Regions from separate parts of the Sus scrofa genome. Here region 2 is linked to region 1. Evidence: chromatin contacts called from public HiChIP or PLAC-seq data. All regions are on one chromosome and are shown on one strand. Each heading gives the region's core, a stretch centred on a gene start, on an enhancer-like site or on the middle of the called end of the contact. The rest is flanking DNA. Distances are from core to core; before and after follow the strand shown. Region 1 holds the start of INAFM2 (putative transmembrane protein INAFM2). Region 2 overlaps LOC110261466 (a long non-coding RNA gene).

Region 1 (6,652 bases), core at 2,497-4,996:
TTTTTCATAGAACACCATTTTCTTTCTTTCTTTTTTCTTTTTTTTTTTTTCTTAGGGCCGAACTTGCTGCATATAGAAGTTCCCAGGCTAGGGGTTGAATCGGAGCTACAGCTGCTGGCCTGCACCACAGCCACAGCAACTTAGGATCTGAGCTGAGTCTGTGACCTACACCACAGCTCATGTTGCTGGATCCCTGACCCATTGAGCGAGGTCAGGGATTGAAACCACATCCTCATGGACACTAGTTGGATTCGATTCCACTGCGCCACAATGGGAACTCCCTGGAATACCATTTTCACTTGAAAAAATAACTGACAGATAAACTATGTTTATTCAGACTTGGTTATCTGGCAGATGTTTTTGCAACTTCTCAGCAAGCCTGTAACTTTGAGGAAAACAACTGATAGAATTTGTTGCCAGGGTTCTGGATCTGAAAATTGATTCAGGTCTGGAAACCAGACAAGGTATTGTGACTTTTATTGGAGCAACTGCCGTCAGCCTCCTGATCTTTCAGTCTCGACAATTAGAGCTTTCAAACGAAAATTAGGATCTTAGAAAAATTGTACATACTATCATGAGATTCCCAAGACCTAAAACTTTTTCTGATGATATTAACAAGTGTGATTTTTATTATTGTGTAATGAAAGTATCACTATTTGAAAGATCTATATAATTCAATGAATCTATATATATATATATATTTTTTTTTCTTTATCTCTTTAGGGCTGCACCCACAGCATATAGAAGTTCCCAAGCTAGGGATTGAATTGGAGCTGTAGCTGCCAGCCTACATCACAGTGACAGCCTCAGCAATGCGGGATCCGAGGCATGTCTGTGACATACATCACACCTCGTGTCGATGCCAGATCCTTAACCCACTGAGTGAGGCCAGGGATCGAACTCGCATCTTCATGGGTACTAGTCAGATTCGCTTCCACTGAGCCACAACAGGAACTCTGTAGTTAGTGAACTTTTTTGAGGCAATTTCTTCATCTCTAAAATGAAGATAAAAAATGACTACCTGATAGATTGTTGTGAGACAAATGAGACAAGAAATATAAGTGCTTATGGTGCCTAGCACATAATAAAGGTGTGAATGTTGCTGCAGTTGTAATTGCTCAGAACTTTCCAAAGCCTGAAAAGGCTGCCTTAGGGAACAGATAGCAAGGTGCACCAACACGGATGGCCTTTTAGATGATGCTGGAGAGCACTAGCATCATAGGAATGCTGTGAGGGAAGTTCTAGGGTCCATGAGGGTATTTATAAAAGAGAAACTTCAGGACCCATTCTGTCCCCAAGATGCCTTGATTCTCTGCTCTGACTGTCCACCCTTAATCCAGAAGAGGCATTTAGAGGCATATTCACTTTCAGGCCACAACCCTTAATCCAGAAGAGGCATTTAGAGGCATATTCACTTTCAGGCCACTAGGGGGCCATTTAATTGTCTGCGGCAGGAATATGCTAATGATTCCTTAATGGCTCAGGCACCAGGGAGATCGGGCTCTATTATATCTGAGAGCATTTTGAGTTCCTAGGGTAAAAGACACTATGTAAATCCAGATAATAAATAGGACTCATTGATGAGAGGTTAAAGAATCTGGCACTGTTTAGTGGAGAAGAATAGGATGAGAGGAATTAAATAGGGGTTTCAGGTATATTTATTCTTCAGTATGGGAAGAAGTGACATGCTGTTTTCTTGCTCCACTGTGAACCAATCAGGAAGAAAAAAATTTACTTTGCAACAGGAGAAATTCAGAGTACATTCAAGGAAGTGGATGGGAGGAGGCTTTAGGTTGGCCTCACCTGGAATCTTGAAGAATAATTCACTTTGGTAAGGCTGGTACAATCGGTTCTGTCAGGAAGGCCAGAGAGTAAGGGAGAGAAGAGAGTTCAACATCCAGAGACAATTCAGAATTTTCGACCTAACAGGCCACCCGGCTAGAAGGGCTCTGGCCACCCTGGGAGCAGGATGGGGAAGGAGTAGTTATATTTTCCTCCTCAGCCTGCAGAAGACAATAAACATTCTAAACTTTTAATGTCTTTGAAATTTCCCAGAAAGTAAAAGTCAGGCTGTTCCTGGAAATGAGCATCCTGTTAGCCTTTGCTAGTGGCAGACTTGCATCCAGGCCTCAGGAGTCAGGGTCTGCGCTGTGGACCTGCAGTTCCAGCAGCTGATCAGCACACTAAGCTCTGGTAGCCATTTGACTTGTATGCAGTTGAGGTGGCAGGGCAGCAGTGTTGGGGTGGAGCTTCTTCATAAGAGGGCATGGTGTCTGGAAGCTAAGGGTTCTTATGGAGCAGGAAGAGAAATGGAAAAGTCAGAGATGGTCCAGCCCCGCAGTGTCTGAAGCCAGGAGTCAGGAGGGGTGGTTCACTCACAGAACCTCCAACCCCAGTTCTCCCCACACCACCACTCACAATCTCCAACACCCATTGAGATACCCAGGCAGTCCACACACCCAGCTCTGGGAACACAGGAAGTAGAACTCAAGAGGGAGGGAGCCAGAAATTCTAAAAAACCTCATACACAGGTAAGGGGAGAAGGAGAGAGCTGAAGAAATGTGGAGGGGAGGAGAGGACTGAATGTGGAGGGAGAAGAGGAGGGGTGAAGGAAGGGGAAAGTAAGCGGCTACCGAGCTTTCCCAGCTTGGAGAGGGGTCTGAAGGATGACAAGCCTCACATGGGAAGGGTGGTAGAGGAACAGCCCCCTTCAGGCTCTGAGACCCCAAGAGGATCAGAGAAGGGAAAAGCCCTGGGAGCCGCTCCACCGGTTGAGTGCGGCCTCTAGAGTTCAAGTCAAACCCAAATCCGGGAGGCGGAAAACCCTCAAAGCAGGACCTGGGACCTGTTGCAAACTTCAGGGCTAAGGTGGGAGGCGAGTCTGGAGAACCAGCTCAGCACGTGTACTGTCCCGAAAGCTCCGAAAGTTCTGGGCAGCCCACTCAGGGATCTAAGAGAATAGGGAGTCTGGGGAGCCTTGAAGCCCAGGCGGGACCCCGGCGGGGGTTGGGGGCAGGGATAAGGCGCGACCAGCGGTAACCGCAGTGCACCTCCAAGCTCCTTGACTGGCTGAGCCAGACATGGGCCAGGCTCTCCAGGTGTAAAAGGGTCTAGAGAACCCAGCGGGAGGTTACGTGTACTGGGGCACGAGCCGAGAACACCAAAGTAAAATCACTCCTACTTCTGGGTGTAAACTGAGGCCTGGAGTGGAAGCGCTGCTGCTTATACCACCTGTCACTTCGGACAGTCGGGAAGCAGAAAGGAGGTGCCAGAGTTGACAGCTCTGCGCTCCGACCGCCCCTCCCCGCCCCCCTTCCAATTCCGCACTCCGCCCCAAACGACGCTGTTACCCTTTTAAAGAAGAGCCCGGAGCTCCCACCCTCGCCGCGCCTGCCCGCGCGGGGCTGCGGCAACGTTGCCCTTTTAAGAGCCAGCCTCCGTTAACTCTCTCTTAACGGGGCGTCCCGGCGGGGGCTCCCGGACCCCGCCAGCAGCCCGCCTCCTCCCCGCGCGGCATTTCCGGACCCCGGCGTCGCCCTTTTAAGAGGCAGCCCCCAGCAGCGCTCTCCCCCGCCCCTTGTTGCCGGCGCGCGAGGCGGGGGAGCTCGGCTGGAGCAGAGCGCGCTGTCCGCGCGGCCACTGGAGACCGGGCGACCGGCGGCCGGGCAAGCGGCGGCGGCGGCGGCGGATGGGGACGCGGAGCCGGGCGGCTGTGGCGGCTGTGGCTGTGGCGGCAGCGGGGAAGCAGCTGACTGGCCGGCGGCGGCGGCGGCGCTGGCGGCGGTGACTGGTCCAGGCCCCGGCGGCGGCTGCAGCGACGCGGTGGAGGGCTGCGGGCGGTCGGCTTGAGGAGCGGCGGCGGCGGAGCGCGGAGCGGCCGGGAACGGAGGGCGCCGGGCCGCCCCTTGCCCAGTCCTCGCAGGCCGCCAGGCCCCCTCCAGCCGGGGCCGTGGAGCACCGGGGCAAAGGCCGGGGCCCCCCCATGAAGGAGCGCGACTCGGCCCCGGCCGAGCGGGGCAAGCCGGCCACCTACACCGGGGACAAGAAGGCGAAGATGGCGGCCAAGACCAACAAGAAGTGGGTCCGGCTCGCCACCGTGTTCGCCTACGTGCTCTCCGTGTCGCTGGCCGCCATCGTGCTCGCCGTCTACTACAGCCTCATCTGGCAGCCGGTGGGCGCCGGGACCTCAGGGGGAGCCGCCGGCCCGCCCCCCGGCGGCTCCAACGCCACCGGCCCGTCCGGGACTTCGGGGGCGGCCGCAGCGGGGCCCAACACCACGGGGTCGTCCCGCCGCGAGGCGCCGCGCGACGCGCCCCCGCTGCAGGCGGTGCGGCCCGTGCCTCCCGAGCCCTTTGCGGACAGCCCCTTGGCCGGACCTCTGGAACAGCCGCGGGGGGCCGAGGAGGACGAGGAGGAAGCAGCGGCGGCGCCTGGGAGTCGTTGAACCCTTCCGAGCCAGGGGCGGCCGGAAACCATCCTCACCAAGCCCGGAGGCAGGACTTTGCAGCAGGACCGGGTGGGGAGCCCGCAGGAGTGACCCCCACGGGAGTGAACGCCTCCCTTCCCCTGATGATCGCCGGCTCGCCCCAGGGGCGAGGGGCCTGCAACCTGCTCTTCAGCCAAGGGACCACGATTCTCCTGGGGGTTCGGGGTTTGGTCTTCCCAGGACCGTGCCGCGCCAGGGCCCTGAGCCCTAAGGGGGATGGGGGGAGGGGTGGGGAGAGCCCAGCACCGACCCCTTCTGCGCTGCTCGCTCTTCTGTATCCTACGTACAGGAGTGACTCGGGCTTTCCCCCCAAGACTCAGGGGAAGGAGGGAGCTATATGGGCTCTTCTTTAATAAACCGCAGCTCTCACAAGGAGGAGGGCACCAAAAGTAGTGGAGCTCAGGTATGTCAACCTAGTTTTCAGTGGCCACAGATGCATTTAATTTATAGATCCCTGTATATAGTTGTTGACATATGCACTAGAAGCTATAATTGCATAGAACTACATGTATCTTCCCACACCTTGGGTAGACTCCTGGCTGATGGGGTTAAGCAAGGGCTACTTGCTGGCCCCCAAAGTGCAGCTAGCTAGAAGGGCACAGACACTTTTTTCATTACCCACTCTTCCCCCCCCCCCATTTCAGAAAGATGGGTTTATGACACAAAAGAGTATAATCATTCTTAGTCTTTTTGGAAAGGACAGTGGAAACCTTTGAAGAAGTAGAAGCAGTCTAGAGAGGGTGGGGAATGTATGGATCCCATCTTCTTCCCACCCTAGTGCCCCCACCTAAGGCTTGCTGGTGAAGTCCTAAGTATCTGGATATGGGCCAGGGAAGGAGGAAGGGAAAGAGCACTGCCTCTGTGCTTCAACCCTTGGCCTTCTCACAGAGTTCTTTTAGGAAGAGCAAGCCTTGTAGAGTGGCTGTCAAGTGTTTTTATCTTTTTCTTTTTCCCTGCTCTTCAGAATCGCATCTTGTTCCAGTAATCACCTTTACTTTCTCTCTTCCCTGTGCCTGTAGTGAAAATGTACCCCTGTTATTAGGATGAAATCCTTTGTGAACTAGAGCTTTAAATTTTAAGGTAGAACCCAAAAGGCTGGAAGGTGGGCTTCAAACTCAGGAGTGTGTTTCTATAGCCGGGGAAATAGACCAGTCATGCTTTGGAAGGTTAAATTGGCTTGTCTTTACCTCTCCCGATAAGCCCCACTTAACATGCAGCCTATACTTTTCATTGAGATGAAAAACATCAAGAGAAATGACATATGTCTGGGGCAGCAAGAATTACACATCCTCAATTTGGATTCTGTTTCCTTCCGCCACTTGCTTTTAGGCAGTTGAGTGTGGGTAGTGACAAGATATCAAACCCCTTAGTGTTTCCTTTTTGGGAAATGAGGCACTTTAAAACAACAACTTATCCACCTGAGTCCTGAAACAATTTGTCTCTCCAGTTTTCTGGCTTACACTCAAGTTAGCTCTGATCCAAGTTTACAGGACGACAGCCTTGCTTTAAGCCATGTCCTATGGTGAGCAAGGTAATAGCAGCTGAGCTGTCGTAGCCTAGGGGTGGACGGGTAGCACCCCCAAGGTGTCTTGGCTGGAGGAAGTTTCTGAGCAGCTGACTTGACTTTGGTCATCAAGAAGCCTTTAAGTCCTTTTTAAATTTTTGGTGAGGGCCTCGGGGAAGAAACAAAAATGCCACTTTATAACTTCAATAATAGCCTGTAATTTGTATTTATTGTGTGAATTTTTAGTCCTATATTTTAATAATTTGTAAGTTGATATCTTATTCCAAGAATCCTTTGAACTTGCAGGAGAACATCTGGGAGTCCAATCCCCTGTCCCCATCCTGACCCCTGCATTCTGGACTGTTTAATCCACTTTGGGATGGATCAGAGAGTCTAGAGAGACCACTCCTGGGTCCAGCTGCTGGCCTCCTGACTCTCTAAAGCCTTCACTGGAATTGGACATTAGCTCCAGCTCTAGCTGTGAGCCTGACCAGAGACATTATTTATAATTCAGCCATTTAAGATATACCTGTACTCAAAAAGTCCTGTATATTTTTTAAAAGTTTTATTTTTCAGGTGAACAAAAATACATTCTAAAAACTCTACGTCAACCTGCGTAAGTTGATAGTTTCTTTTTTCATGCTTCTTGGGGAAGGAGTAGA
Region 2 (6,652 bases), core at 2,168-4,667, 230 kb before region 1:
GGTTCCCCCCTACCCCTGCTGACCCCAAGACATTGCTTCTCACGGAAACAGGAAGGAGAGAGGGAGAAAGACCTGCAGTCGAGGCTGCGTCTTCAAGGCGTGCTCAGCCAGCCTTCCTCATTCGCAGGTCGCCCTCGCCTTCTCTTTGTCCAGGAGCATTTAATGAGAAGCTCTTTGCCTGGGGCCGCCTCCCAGCATCAAACCCCTCTCCCCCAAACATGCTACCTGGCAGGAGGGCCAGATCTCTGCAAATGAGGAAAGGCTGCAGGTCAACATCTCCAGCACCAAGCTGTGAAGGAGGTGGGCGTTGAAGGAAAGACAGGATTGGGGGAAATGGAGACTAATGGACTAGTGGATGTGGGAGGTGAGAGAGACATTTCAGACAGGAGGACAAGTTAGGAATGCATGCGATTTGTAGGGGAGGTTATAAGGAGGCCTCTTTGGTTGTGTGTTCTGACACATCACTGACACCAGCCAGAGTCTTGCAGTTCAGTTCAGGGTGTGTTCTGACACTGACTACCCAGACTTAGCTTCAGCGCCCACAAGGAAGACTTTGCCTTTATGGATGACAGATGCACATATGGTCCCTGGGCCACGTCTGTCTGACTTGGCTACGAATTCACACAATGGTTCCCATTTAGCCTTTTGGGGTTGAATAACCTCCTGGAATGGTTCATGGAACTCACTAAGTGTGCTACACTTACAACTAGAATTTTATTATAAAATACAACTCTAGAACCACCAAGGTAAAGAGACGTAATAGGGAGGGTCTGGGGGACAGAATACAGAGCTCCCATGGCCTCTCCTCACGGACCACATGTGTCACCTCACTGGGTGAACATCAACATGTTCAACAAACAGGAAGCTTCTCTGAATTTTAGTGTCCAGGGTTTTTAATGTGGGGGTTCATGCTTTGGGTTGATCAAAGCACTGACCACTTATGGTTGATTAAGTTCACATGACTGAACTCCTCTAGTTTCCCTCCTCTCCCCAGAGGTCAGGAGTGGAGTGGAGATGGAATTTCCCACTTTCTTTCCTGCAAGGTCAGCCCCTTCCTTCAAACTACCTAAGGACTTACCACCAGTCACCTCATTAGCATAAACTCAGGTGTGGTGGAATGGGCATGTTGTGAATAACAAGACACTCCTATTACTCAGGAAATGACAGGCGTTTTAAGCTCTGTACCAGGAAAGGGGAACCAAGACCAAACATCTATATGTTTTTATTTTACCAAAGTTGTAGTGGACAGTCCCTGTAGGGCAAAGAGAGGGGAGCTGAGGATGGAAAGATAAGATGAGGAAAATTTATAAGATCAGAAATTGATGGGCAACTACCCCTTCCCTCCTAAGAAAGTGGAGCCAGAGGAAAAGCAGTAGAGACAATTCCCTTACTTTAGTATTTCTGGAGACTCTTTCATCCTGCTTGTTGTTCAGTTTTCCCTCAGGTGTTTCATCCAGAAGGAAGAGGCATGCCAGAGTCTCTGCTTTGGCACCAAACACCCCCGCACCCACCCACCCAGGCCCAGGTCTAGCTATTAACATTCCCCCTAGTTCAAATACTACTTCTTTCTGGAAGCCTTCCCCGATTACCCCTGTGAGAAGTGACCCTGCTGTGAATTCCGGAAAGCCCTTGGTCAATCAGTTCACTAAGGCCCTGTGTTGTGACTCATATTCTTACCTTCCCCAATTCCACCCTCAGCACCTTGCCTTACACACTTTCCCCTTCATTTGAAATAGCCAGCCCTGTGTGTAACATTTTGTATATCATTTGTGAGGTCTCTACAGACATCTATTATCATCAGCCCCTCTTCTGTCCCTGTAGAACTTAGTGCCTTCCCTTGAAGAGATCTCTCTCTCTCTCTGCATAGAGTGTGAATGTTTATCCCGCCAGACTATGAGCTCCCCCAGGGTGAGAATGTCTCTACTTTCCAAACTAGTACAGCTGGCCAAGCAGTGGGCTCTCAGGCATGTGTACAGAATAAACTCAGTTTCTCCTAGCAAACGTCACCTTTCTCACATTTAGGAAAGATCAAGAGAATCCAGGGGTGAGTTATGCATTATCCTGGGAAGAATAAGAAGCAGGAACTAAGGCACAGGCAAGACTAGCCTCTCCCATAGGGTCCTGCACCTCCAGCCAGGAGACGGCTCTCGGTGGGTGCTGCACTGAGGGCTGGGGGTACTGGCAGGTAGAGAAGTCAGACCACCCTGGGCAGGCAGGCAGGTAGATGGGCAGCTGGAAGCACCACGATAAGCTCTGGGGGTAGGTTCTAGCTGAAAGGAGCCTTTCCAGGGACTGTGTGAAAGTTCTCCCATGAATGGCTTCCAGCCCCTGGAAACCTAGAGCAGCCCTGGTTTAGCGTCCAAGCCCTGATTTACTCGACATTGATAGTTACCACCCGAGGCTCCAAGCTGAGTCGGAGCAAGCCTGCACAGCCACCAGCCCCTCCTCTGAGGCCTGGCCTGCTGCTCCCTGAGGGACCCTTTGAGGGTCCTTAGTGAGCAGACCGGGTGCCAGCCCTGAGGATGAGGGTCCCATGCACTTCCCCTAGGCAGGGTCCCATGACATAGAATTGCTCCAGGGAATGGGTAACCAGACCTGAAAAGGGACAGGACTGCCCAAGGATTCTTAGTGACCTCCAAAGCTGGCCAAGAGTCAGTGACAGTCCCCTAGCCTCTCCCTGCAGGGCTTCTGGTGGGGGTGGGGGAGACCTTGTCTTCTGCCTCCCTGGATCACAAACCCTTGATCTTTTCTTTGGTCATGGATACACCCTACACTGCTGAGTGTGCTACCCAGCATCTTATGGAAGCCACAGTCTGGGAATGGAAAGAATGGAGAGAGCCCGCTCCCAAGAAATGGTTAATTAATCCTCTCCCCTTCCCCCAGGCCCCTTGCACCTGCAGGCTGCGGTGTGTGGTTTCCCACAGCTGCAGCTGGCTCTGCAGCAGCCCCCTCCCTCCCAGGGAACCTGAGAGGCCCCAGGCCTGAGGCCCCTGGGAGAGGCGTCTCAGCCTTGGTCCAGCTGCTGGGGGTGGCGTGGGAGGGTCTTGCAGCCCTCTGACCTGGTCCTGCCACAGAGAGCGCTCTGGCTGACCTCATTAACTTCTACCCGCTAAAGCTGAAGGCAGAGACTCCATTTGGGAGGTGACCACAGACCCTCTCCACAGGGCCTCTCAGCCCTTCCCTGGCTCCACTCCACTGACTTCTGGAAGAAGCTGATGGCCTCTTTACTGACTGCATCCCTGAGGTAGAGGGCGGGTTGAGAGTGAGAGGTGAGTGGGAAGGACAGGAAGGAACAAGAGGAAGTGAGATTTGGCAGAGCCAGGCCTCTGCTGGTCAAGACAGCCTTGAACCCACGATGCTAGACTCTGGCAGGCTCTGTTCTCTGTCTAGCCAAGCAAAGGGCACATTGCCACAGAGCCTGGGCAGATACCCAGCTGCCCTCTGGGCCAGACAAATGTGTTCAAGGACCACCTCAGAACACTACTCACTCTGAAGCAATGAAGCAAAAAACGTGGGAGCTTTCTTGCTGAGACATTTCCCTAGGATGGGCGGGGAGGGGGCATCCAGAGGCTCAGCCCATCACTAGCAGCCTGCCCACTGCCGCTGCCCCCCCTGGCCACTGGGCATGCACCCAAATCCCAGGGGGCCATCTGGCTGGTGCCACACGAAGTGTTCCGCCCCAAGACCTGCCAAAGGATGTTCACTTGGGTCCAGAGGCTTGGGAGACAGAGGGATGGGAAGGCCGGGTCTGACAGGCACAGGCGGTGACAGGGCCCAGTGCTCTGGCTTATCTCACTTCCAACCCCAGGCAAATTGCTCCAATTCAACACTTTCCCTGGGAGGCCTTATGGCCTGCAGCTTGGGGCTTTGGTGGCCTCCACTTTGCAGAAAAAGCCCAGCTCCCCCTCAGAGCCAACTCCCCCCACCCAGGATAAGAAAAGGGAGGGTGACTTGGCAAAGGAGGCTTGAAAGGAAACAGAGCTACCCCTCTACAGAAAGCCCTGAGTCAGATGTGGGGAGGAGGCACAGAAAGGGCCCTGCAAAAGCCACAGATTTGGTCTCCCCTCTTGCTCAGGATGAGGACAGCTGCAGGGGGGCAGCCAGGCCTGGAGGAGGTGAGGGTGTGGGCTGGGTGGGCACCAGACAAGCTTCAGTGTCTAGGCTCCTGAGTAACCTGACACCCCTAAGAGGGCAGAGCTGATGCCAACCACCCTGGCTGATGCCAGTGCCAGGAGTCCACTGTGAACTCCAGACTTGGGCTTGGCCCGTTTGCAGCGGTGCCACGTGGCCACAGGCACAGAGCTCTGGCTGAGCGTCACCACTGATTACTGTGTGCCCTCAGGTGTATGGAGGCAACGCCCCATGAAGGAACTATGAATTCCTGAGAAGAGGGGCCTAGATGAGGAGGCCCAAGGTGATCCTGCCTACACAGGGCTATTGATTTATTTTTGTTTTTTTGGCTGCCGTGCAGCCGCTTGATGTGGGATCTCAATTCCTAGACCAGGGATTGAACCTGGGTGGAAGTGGTAAAAGTGCTGAATCCTAAACATTAGACCATAGGAAACTTCATAAACTTTATCCTCTAAATGAATGAATTAAATGGTATGTGAATTTTATCCCAATAAAGCTATTATTTTAAAAATAACATACTACTATTATAAAATAGATAACCAACAAGGACCTATAGGGAACTATACGCAATATTCTCTAATAAGCTATCAGAGAAAAGAATCTGAAAAGTCCATATATTTTTATATGTATATATAATATACATATTATATATAATAATCTTTATATTACATATAAATTATATAATCATTATATATATTATGATATATATATATCTGAATCATTTTGCTGTATACCTATAAATCAAATATATTTCAATAAAAGAAAAAAGTGATACCAGGACGTTATTGGAGGGCTGCTTTAATCAGGGAGTAACATTATCACCTGGTCTGCTGTGGGAGCATCAACTGTAAGGAAGAGGAGAGGCTGGAGACAGCTGAGAGGCTACTGTCATGGGCCAGGCCAGGGGGGATGTGGACTTGGCCTGGACGGGTCTCTTTGTGATAGAAGTTTATGAGGAGGTCAGACTGGGGTATATTTAGAAGCGGGAGTTTGATAATGGATTGGATGTGAGGGGTGGGGGAAAGAGATGAATCCAGGCCATTGAACTACAGTGGGGAAGACTGGAGGAGGAGTTGGGTTGGGGGAGGGGCAGAGAATCAGAACTCTGTTTTGAACATGACGGGCCTCTGAGGTATCCTCTAGGCAGGGGAGATGTGAGGATCAGAGTCACCATCATATCAATGGCCACATGCTAAGGGCCAGCAGTCCTTTGAGGAGAGTTCTACAATTATCCCTGTCTATATTGGGCACATCTTGTGCACCACCTCAGACCCCCTCGGCCTCACCTCTGGTTCCAGAGGCTGCTGTGGTGACCAGTTTTGCACAGGCCTAGACCAGGGTCACACAAATGCAGCTGACAGTGGCCAGTGCATGGCTCTCCAAGCCTTCTTTTTGTTTTTGTTTTGCCTATTTTTTTGGGGGGGGGGCGCACTTACAGCATATGGAGGGTCCTAGGCCAGGGGTCAAATTGGAGCTGCAGCTGCCAGCCTATACCACACCAGATCTGAGTGGCATCTGCGACCTACACCATATCTCATGGCATCGCCAGATCCATAACGCACTGAGCAGGGCCAGGGATGAAATTCATGTCCTCGTGGATACTAATCGGGTTCTCGTTACCGCTGTGCCACTATGGGAACTCCCAGAGGATTCTTTAACCACAAGGTCTCACAGCCCATGGGGTGAAGCAGGGGTTCACACCCAGGCAGGGGCTCCAGAGGTGGAGCTGCTGTTTTGTTCTCTACTCTGTTCCCATTGCCTCTCAAATATTCCAACCTCTGGATGGCACTGAAAGTCACAACCATGACAGGATCTAAGTAGGCAGAGACTGTAAATAGGAAAGTCATCCCCATGTTACTATTCAGAGGTCAAGATGAGGAGAAGCCAGTGAAGGAGCTCAAGAAAGAGCTACTGCCGAGGTAGGAGGAAACCAGAGGAGTGTGGGGTCCTGGACTCCAAATGGAGGCTGTGTGTCAAGGAAGAGTGATTTCTCTCTATGCAAATGCTGCTGAGAGGTTGAATAAGATGACAGGAAACACTTCTGGATGTGCCAACAAGGAGGTCATTGGCGACTTGAACAAGTGTAGTTTCAAGTGGAGTGGCAAAGACAAATACTTGGCTGGAGTGGGTTAGGAGGGAATGGGACAGAAGCCGGCGATGGGGTAGGTTCAAAGGAGGGTTTGCTTTTTAGGATGAGAGAGATGACAGCATGTTTATCTGCTGAAGGGAACAATCTGGTGGAGAGGAGCAGCTGGATAGTGCAGGAAGGGAAAGGATGATTTGGGACAAAGTCCTGGAGTGAGTGAAGGAGCTGGAATTTGATGCACAAGCAGAGGGGCTGACCAGGAATTGGAGGGGGATGCCATCCACTGTAAGAAAGGAAGGTGGGGACTAGGGTGCAATTGCAGGCACCTGGGAAGAGCTGCTGGTGAGAAGACAAGTACTTTTCATACAATTGCATGGATTTTCCCAGGGACATAAGCAGCAAAGGTCATTAGCTGACAGCAGGGAAACAAAGGGG

The links. HiChIP or PLAC-seq counts read pairs in DNA pulled down with a chosen protein or histone mark.
Region 2: a contact with region 1 is called in an H3K27ac HiChIP or PLAC-seq map of alveolar macrophages. The contact joins the enhancer-like site here to the promoter of INAFM2 in region 1. A contact is called at or near these places in 1 of 5 promoter capture datasets (liver), 4 of 47 Hi-C or Micro-C datasets (alveolar macrophages, epiblast stem cells, heart right ventricle and 1 more) and 1 of 2 datasets of contacts at active chromatin or transcription factors (alveolar macrophages).

Annotation. Positions count from the first base shown.
Region 1 is chr1:130,989,686-130,996,337 of Sscrofa11.1, reverse strand. INAFM2 (putative transmembrane protein INAFM2) reads left to right here and starts at 3,746. Exons shown (of 1, transcript XM_013985582.2): 1 at 3,746-6,601. The coding sequence starts at 3,983. The coding sequence ends at 4,444.
Region 2 is chr1:131,221,981-131,228,632 of Sscrofa11.1, reverse strand. All of the region lies in intron 1 of LOC110261466 (a long non-coding RNA gene), which reads right to left. Among named protein-coding and RNA genes, the nearest start is that of SRP14, 16 kb to the left of the region's middle. Within about 2 kb of position 3,417, at least 23 of the 83 cell types and tissues checked have an H3K27ac peak or open chromatin away from gene starts, as enhancers often do. A contact at or near this core is called in alveolar macrophages, where this site is marked.